Regions from separate parts of the Mus musculus genome. Here region 2 is linked to region 1. The links are chromatin contacts, called in public promoter capture Hi-C maps. All regions are on one chromosome and are shown on one strand. Each heading gives the region's core, a stretch centred on a gene start, on an enhancer-like site or on the middle of the called end of the contact. The rest is flanking DNA. Distances are from core to core; before and after follow the strand shown. Region 1 has its middle 20 kb from the start of 4933402C06Rik. Region 2 holds the start of A230077H06Rik (RIKEN cDNA A230077H06 gene).

What was found. Promoter capture Hi-C pulls out the DNA fragments that hold promoters and counts their contacts.
Region 2: a promoter capture Hi-C map of hippocampal neurons shows a contact between it and region 1, with 5 times the contacts expected there. The contact joins the promoter of A230077H06Rik here to the enhancer-like site in region 1. A contact is called at or near these places in 1 of 39 promoter capture datasets (hippocampal neurons), 3 of 484 Hi-C or Micro-C datasets (nephron progenitors and uterus), 2 of 115 datasets of contacts at active chromatin or transcription factors (astrocytes and craniofacial prominence) and 2 of 9 other capture datasets (adipose tissue and embryonic stem cells).

What each region holds. Positions count from the first base shown.
Region 1 is chr7:40,652,798-40,656,473 of GRCm38.p6, forward strand. No RefSeq gene overlaps it. Among named protein-coding and RNA genes, the nearest start is that of 4933402C06Rik, 20 kb to the right of the region's middle. Within about 2 kb of position 2,399, at least 16 of the 459 cell types and tissues checked have an H3K27ac peak or open chromatin away from gene starts, as enhancers often do. A contact at or near this core is called in hippocampal neurons, where this site is marked.
Region 2 is chr7:40,896,744-40,900,934 of GRCm38.p6, forward strand. A230077H06Rik (RIKEN cDNA A230077H06 gene) reads right to left here and starts at 1,581. Exons shown (of 5, transcript NR_040329.1): 1 at 1,456-1,581. Vstm2b (V-set and transmembrane domain containing 2B) reads left to right here and starts at 2,535. Exons shown (of 5, transcript NM_021387.3): 1 at 2,535-2,706; 2 at 3,261-3,445. The coding sequence starts at 2,625.

The DNA of each region.
Region 1 (3,676 bases), core at 1,149-3,648:
GATTAAGAAAGTACTTTCATCAGACTGGCTAGAAATGGTCAAGGTCTGCTTTTTCTTTGTACCTGCTGTGTGCATGCTTTCTCATCCCAACAAACACCTTCTTTCAACTGTGGATCTTGTCTGAGACAGACATAGGTTTTATGTGGGGAGCAACATTTTCTATATTAATGACTATTATGAGAAGACCCAGTCCATTCTGGGTGGAGCTACCTCTGGGCAGGTGGTGTTGGGTTATATAAAAGAACAGGGCTGTCAAACAATGGAGAGGAAGCCAGTAGAAAGTGGTCTTCCAGGAGCTCTTATTTTGTCCCTGCCTCCAAGTTCCTACTTTGATTTCCTTTCTTGACTTCCCTTTCATAGAGGGCAAGGGTCTTGCTGGAGTTCATTTTTTCTGCCGGTTAAAGAACTCAAAGGCTATCTCTGACTCTTCTGACTGCTCTTGGGACTCATTTTCATCCAATTGGGCTCCCTCATCCAGCTTCAACATGAGGACATTTGTCTTGTGTTAGTGTATCTTGTTTCATCCTGTTTGGAGGCCTGCTTTTTTTCTGAAGAGAGAAGAGGAGGGGAGTGGGTCTGGAGGAGAAGGAAGGTTCAGGGAGGAGGGTGGAAGATTTAGGAGGACTGGAAGGAAGAGAGTCTGTGGTTGGGATGTATTGTATAAGAAAAAAAATTCTATTTTCAATTTAAAATAATCAAAAGGCAGGGAAACTCTGAAGTGCAATAAGTAGCAGCAGAGAGATTGGAAGCACCTCAGACAGGATCCACAGGTGAAGGAAGAAGGTGTTTGTTGGGATGAGAAAACACACACAGGGCAGGCACAGAGAAAAAAAGCAGACCTTCACATTTTTGAGCCAGTCCACCCATAGGAGACCTACTGATGGGAGACAAAAGCCTACAAGGCCTTTGTTTTAAGATGTCAGGCTTTTTTGTCTCAAAATAGAGGGTGAGGAAGAATCTGGTCATACTGGAAACTCGCACCTTTATTACCTAACAATGGTCCCTCTCCCTATCTGTGTGACTAGTAGAAAGTCTAACTCCTGGTCTCTCAACTTCATGATGGACTGCAAGCTGTTAATTGAAATGGACACTTCCCTCTCTGAGTTACTTTTAATCATAGTGTTTATCACAGTAGTTGACAACAAACTAAGACTATTCTCTCCTCCAGTGCCTCATCCTAGACCCTGGAACCTGAGACCTTGTCTGTTGTTACTTCTGTGGCAAAGAAGCTCTGTAGACATGATTCAGAGCTTGAGACAGAAGATCACCCTGAATTGTCCTATAAAACCATATATCATAGGATTATCACAAAAAAATCAAGAAGTCAGAGAGGAGAAAGATACTAAGCTCTAGGCTTTAAACATGGTTGGAGGGGACAATGAGATGGCTCAGTGGAAAAAGACTCTTGACACACCAAGCCTGAAGACCTGTATTTAATCCCCAGGGCCCACACACACACATGGCAGATAGAGAGAACAAATTCCTGACAGTTGTCCTCTGATCTGGATGAGAATGCATGAGTGTATGCCTACATACACATCCGAATAAGCCAACATAACTTGAAAGAAATGAACATTTGCAGGGTGAGGTTCTAGACTATGGGATGTAAATGCTAGGGCTAGAAAGGTTAGAAACAATGGTTCCACTCCAGCTGCCAGCAGAAATGCAGCCTTGCAGACACATCTGTTTTGACCACCACAACTGCAAAATAATAAGCTTGTGCTGTTCTAACCATCGTCTGACCTATAGCTGTGGTGTGAAACTAACACACATTTGGTTTTTCTTCAAAACTTGGAGATCTGGTCCCACTAAGCCTGGGTCTTCATCTGCCTCCCCCCCTCCCCCAAAAGACAAGGGATGTCATCAGTTAAGGAAGATGCTTGCTTGCAGGTCTGAATCCTTTCCTTTCCCACTGTGGCCATTTCACTCAGTCATCCCTGCCTACCCACTGAGGCTTCTGAATGTGGTCCCTCAGGCTGCCATTGTTCTTGGAGAAAGCTTGAAATACTTCCCAAAATAGGAAAATGTCAACTGGCAAATGGACTGTCTTGGCTCCAATATTCTAAGGTATATTCTGAGAAGCTTCACCGAGCCGATGGGTGTGGGTAGAGCAGGGAGTTCTATAGACACAGTTAAGATTCTCCACTGCTTGTCCCCTTATTGGTAACTTGGCATTTCATGTCTGTGGGCTGGGATAATGTTCAAAGCCTGTGAGGCCCACCCTGGGAGACATTCATCCTTAGCCATTTCCATGTCACCTTGAGCTACACAGAATGGCAACTGCCTCCCTGCGATGGGACCCCATGCCTGTCTCCTGTTTCCACACCATTACACAGGGAAATGCCTGGCTTCCCATCTCCAGTCCCCAGCTATGTGACAGCTTCAGCTTCCCCCACTCAGCCCACGTCCCTCGATTGAGCAGTGAGACGTGAAGACTGACAGCCGCTTGAGAACGGCACAGACTGTTCCCAATTTAAGCCATTTAAAATGCATTTCTGTTCCATAAGCTCCATTTCTGTGATTCTGCACCCCTACCTCTTTGAAATATGGTAACCCTAGGGAGGAGACGAAATTATCCAGGGAGGAGGAGTTCAGACATGCTAATATTTTAATCGCCCCTTCCTTTAATGCATTAGTCACATTCATTAAGTATGATTAATTTGTGGGCTTTGTTGAAAATCATATCAGTTTCCCCTATCAGCCACACATCCATCTCTTGCCAAGCAAGCTATAGCAGTAGCACCACAAACTCCCCCATTTTTAACACCTAAATTGCATTATGTGTCCCCTGAAAAACTCGTCCAATTAATTGAGCTCATCTGTGCAGAACACTTGCTAAGAGCCTGGGCTCCTGAGTCAGGCTGAGTCTGTTTAAGGCAAACTCCATCACTTGCTGCACAAATCACTTGGATATGCCACTGAAGTCTCAGTTTCTTCCTTTGGAAATATGGAGTTCTTTTTTCACTCAATAGGCTCCTGTATAGTGATGTTTTTTGGGCACATGCATGCCTATCTCTAGAGATAAATCAATATGTACAATGAATGACAAATGGGTGTAGCATTGGTCTTGCATTCTAGCTGGGAAAGGTGAATGGGGAAAATATATAACATACCCAAGGGTGATATATCCTATAGAGAACCTCCCCCTGCCCCCCAAAAGAAGGGGTAGAGGCAAGGAATTCCTAGGTTGCCATGAAGTGATGTCACCTAAAAGGAATTCAAAAATCACCCAACTTTCAACCCTTGGATTTCATAGAAGAAGTCTGTGGCCTGGGAGATAGTCACAACATGTGTTTGTTCATCAAATGAACGTTAAGTACCCTTGAGATCATAGCTACAGGCTGGGGACTTGGGCATTGTCTGGAAGAACTCCAGATCCATGTGCTGACTTCCTATCACTAAGAAAGAGGAACTCAATAAGTATCGCACTGTAAGGATACAGACTGTAAGGCAAGGGAGCCCATAGTGATGAGCAGAGTAGGTGTTATGATAAGAAAATTGTTGATCTGTCTCAAAGCCTTAATTAGCCTTCAGGTCAGTTCTGTTACTGTGGGAATTAAGTTTCAATGTGTGTTTCAAACCATAGTTCCTGCAGCACTGGAGCCTGAGAGAAAAAAGCAAAATGGTGCATATATCACCTAGGACCTGTGCAGCATGTACACAGGTAGCCACAAGC
Region 2 (4,191 bases), core at 331-2,830, 240 kb after region 1:
TGACCTTGGGAGTCCCCTGGTATTTGTACTGACTGGAGCGGGAGCCACTGTAGGCTTCTGAGTAGGAGAGGGTGGTCTTATAGGTTTGATAAGGACCTCTTAGCTGTCATGTTGAGAACTGATGCATAGAAAGTGTGCACCCAGTGTCTGCTATGTGACACGCACACGATGTCAAGCAGCTATTACTATTATTCTACTACGACAGTAACACCAACGTATGACACAGGCAAAAAAATCCCCACCAGACAGAACGGGTGGAAAGAATCCACAGACCTTCAGAGTGACCAAAGCGTACCTCCCTGTAGCTGCTGGCATCCCTCCAGCAAGCCTGGTCACTGGCCATCAGTCCTTGATTGAATCTGGTACTGGGAGAGAAACTCACTGCCTCTCCAAACAAGCCAATGCACAGTGGGATAGCTCATGTCATCATATCCCTGCTTGGAATCAATTCTCCAACTGCTCCCTTAGAAACCTGCCATGGTCCTCCTGTGTAGCACGATGCAAGTCTGCCCCCTCCCTTCAAAAGCTGAGGACGGCAAGAGACCTGCAAGGTCTTGCATTCACAGACCTATGGTGGTTTCTAAAGAGTGGTGGAATGTTCAGGGGGAGGCAGGCCAAAGTATGTATACATATATGTAGAGGGAACAGGCAATGGGGACCCTGAATGAAAGGTCTACAAGGCTTTCTGCTCACAGAGCATCAGCGAGTGACCACAGGGTGAAAATGACCCATTGGCCACATAAGGAAGAGGAGGGGCAGAAGAATGCAGTGCCCGTGGTCCTCACTGGTGAGGGGAAAGCTTACAAAGAGCTACCAGCTTCTTCTCTGGAACTGTGTTCCTGTTGTCTTAGACAAGGGTGGCCACTGGGAAATTATTTCCTTTTTGGTCTTCTGTCTTCACTAACCAGTAGCTCATTGTCAGAGATACTTGGAGAGCTCTAGCATTCAGGGGAAGTTCACTGGGATGTGCCTCCATAAGTTAAGATAAAGCCAAGTAATGAGACCAGACCAGACCACTAGCTGGGGGATCCCTTGAGGAAGAGAGAGACCCAAGGAGAGCTCTATGGCTCTCCCAAGCCCTTGTGCCTGGACTGAACTATCTCATCCACCCACACACCCCTTAGGAAGGCAGACTGAACTCTCTAGGTGGCTAAAAGATATGACCCATTCTAGGTGAAGGCCAGGGAAGGTTCAGGGATACAGAAGATGCAAGCGTGGAGGATGGGCTCTGGAACGTGTACTCCACCTCTGCCTGCTTCCACCCGGGGGCTGGAGGATCCCCTTTGCTTTGGGTACAGAGTGGGAAATGGCCAGGAAGAGCTTGCTTGCAAGGACACAGGGACTAGCCCTCTCTCTGGGCAGGAAGACGGTCCCCACCCAGAAACCTCCTGAGCCCTGAGTCGTGCCCGGCGCTCCCCATTTCACCCCACCCGCACCACCTCTGCTGTCACTCACGGCCACTGCCTGCTGGCTCCCTGGTGCGCTCCGCGCCACAGGCACCTGCTCGCCCGGCGCTGGACGCTCAGTTCTTGTTCCCACACTGCGGACTCCTAGTCTTCACTGTCACTTGGTCTTGCTGCTGGCCGGACATAGCACTCCTCCCTTCTTGCATTCCCCTGGAGCCCACCCACCCGCCATGGCCCGGGTCTGGGCCAAAGAGTGGCGTGGCTCGTGGTCCAAACCTGGGTAAGGAGTTGGAGACACTGGGGGCTGCGGAGAGGGTGGGGGACACACAGAAAGCAGGGTGGAGCAGCTGTCTCCAGAGATGGACACTGGGAAGAAGCCAGGAGTTTGGGTGGGAGGACCCCCTAAGCAAAGCAGACGCGGGGTGGGGTTGCGCTGCAGCTAGAGAGATGGTGGTCGCTACGAATGACCCCGCGGCGGGGGCGGGAGGTGGGGGACGACGGGGTAGGGGCGGGGCGGACTCCGAGAGGAGGGCGGGGGTGATGCTGTGGAGGAGGCTGCTCGCCACCCAGCCACTGACCGCCCCCTCCATTCCTCTCCCCTCCCCCCTTTCCCCGCCTCTCTCGGGCTGCGGGTCGGCCACGCTGGACCCGCTCTCCCCGCGCTGCGCTACGGTCGGACGCCAGGTCTGCACGCCGCGGCTGAGCGCCCACTCGCCTTGAAGAGTGAGCGGTGGAGAAACCAGCGGGGGCGGCGGCGGGAGAGCTCCCCGGGAGTCGGAGGAGGTGGCAGTCGGGAGCCCAGCCAGAAGGAGACCAGGAGGCAGACGTTGGTGCCTTACAGGCACTCACTCCCTTCTCCAAGGATGGATCCTGGCGCAGTCCGGCAGTTTCCTGGCCCGCCCGCCAGAGTCTGAACTGCGGATCCCTATTCTCCTGTGGAGCACCGGACTGAAGGAGGTACAGACCGAAGGATCCTCCTGGAGGGACCTCGTCTCCTGCGTCCCCCGCGTAGCGCCCCCCGCCGGAGCCGCGCCGGGCCAGCCGGCAAGGAAGCTGGGCTGATTGGCGGCCGCCGGCGGCCAGGGGAGGGGGCGCCGTGCGGGGCCATGGCAGGCTCCGAGGCGTCCTAGCCGGAGCTCGAGCCGGAGCCGAGCCCAAGCTGCCGCCGCCGCCGCCTCTCCGCGCCGGGCCCCCGCCGCCGCCGCAACCCTGCGGGAGATGGAACAGCGGAACCGGCTCGGCGCCCTCGGATACCTGCTACCTCTGCTACTGCACAGCCTGCTGCTCTTCGTGGCCGACGGTGAGCGCGGGAACTTCGCGGCCGCGATGGGCTCAGGGGACCCTTTGCTAAGGCCACGGAAGTCTGCCCGCTGGCCACCGCGGAGGAGGAAAGGAAGCGGCAGGCTTTACGGTCTCCAGCAATTCGGGTGTGCAACCCAGGCTGGGAGTGGGTAGGAGCACGAGCGCAGAAGAGGGTCTCTGCAGCTGTGGCGTCCGCTTAGGGAGTCCTTTCACCCAGTCCCCGCTAAGCAGAGGAGGCCTGCAGCAAGCCAGAGTTGGCGCTTCCCAGCCCAGCTCCAGTGATACGGCCCTACCTCCCCTAAACCCTGCACGACCTGGAGGGGAGTAGCCTGCAGCAAGTGGCGGACCCCCGCTGCCACCTTTGCAGCTGCTCCCTGAACTTTGCTGGAGCCTCTCGCCCAGGGTCACTTAGTAGCTGGGGACAGGAGTGTGGGTGAGCCCAAGGCCCGGTAGCAGGAGACCGACCGCCTCAGCCTCGGGTAGCCCCAAGCTCTCCCAACCCTACCCCCACCTCGCCTATCCCCTGGTCACGCCTCTCTCTCCCGCCCCCAGCTACATTCACCGAAGTCCCCAAAGATGTAACCGTGCGAGAGGGTGACGATATCGAAATGCCCTGCGCGTTCCGGGCCAGCGGAGCCACCTCTTACTCGCTGGAGATTCAGTGGTGGTACCTCAAGGAGCCTCCCCGGGAGCTGTTACACGAGCTGGCGCTCAGCGTGCCGGGCGCCCGGAGCAAGGTAATCCGCTGCCCTTCGCTGCACCCGTGCTTACCCGACTTCTTCCAGTGGAAGTGAGGGGTACCTCCACAGGGCGCTGCCCTGTCGCTCAGCCACCTCCCGTCCTCTGTATCTCCACAGTATTGACAAAGTAAACGGATGTCCCCGGATGCTATAGGTTCTTTATCACTCTTTCCCCTTCTCGCCCAGCCCCTGAAAACCTACACACACCTGGCCCAATTTTCCTGCTCATGCAAGCTAGCTTTGGGACTATACTCTGATGGGTGCTAGCGTGAGAAAAAAAGCAGATCACTTGATTCTGGCAGGCTCTCTTCTGCCACTCTGGGGTCCCAGGGCCAAGGAGTTCAGCTCCTTCAGATTGTGTTTATGTGGTAGAGAAGAGGGTACTAGAGCATGGTAGCCAGCAGGTCACTCACCTCTAGCTTCCATAGGGTCTGAGAAACAGCTCCACCCTCAGTGGCTGGAATACTTTACAACCTGCCCCATAGCTCACACCATCATTTACACACCCACCTACCTACAGTGTCCCCAGAATCCCACTCAGTGTTCCTGTTCTCATCCTCCTCTGGCACGTATCCACATACCAGACTGTCAAGGCCTTCATGATGTTGGACCTTCCATCCAGTGTTCGGTTCCAAGTGGAGAATTTAGAGGAAATGATGAGGTCCCCTTGGCTGTCCAGCATCCCCACTCTCCCAAGCAGACAGGTGTGTATGGGGCAGCCACTCCTCAGCCAAATGGTTTTA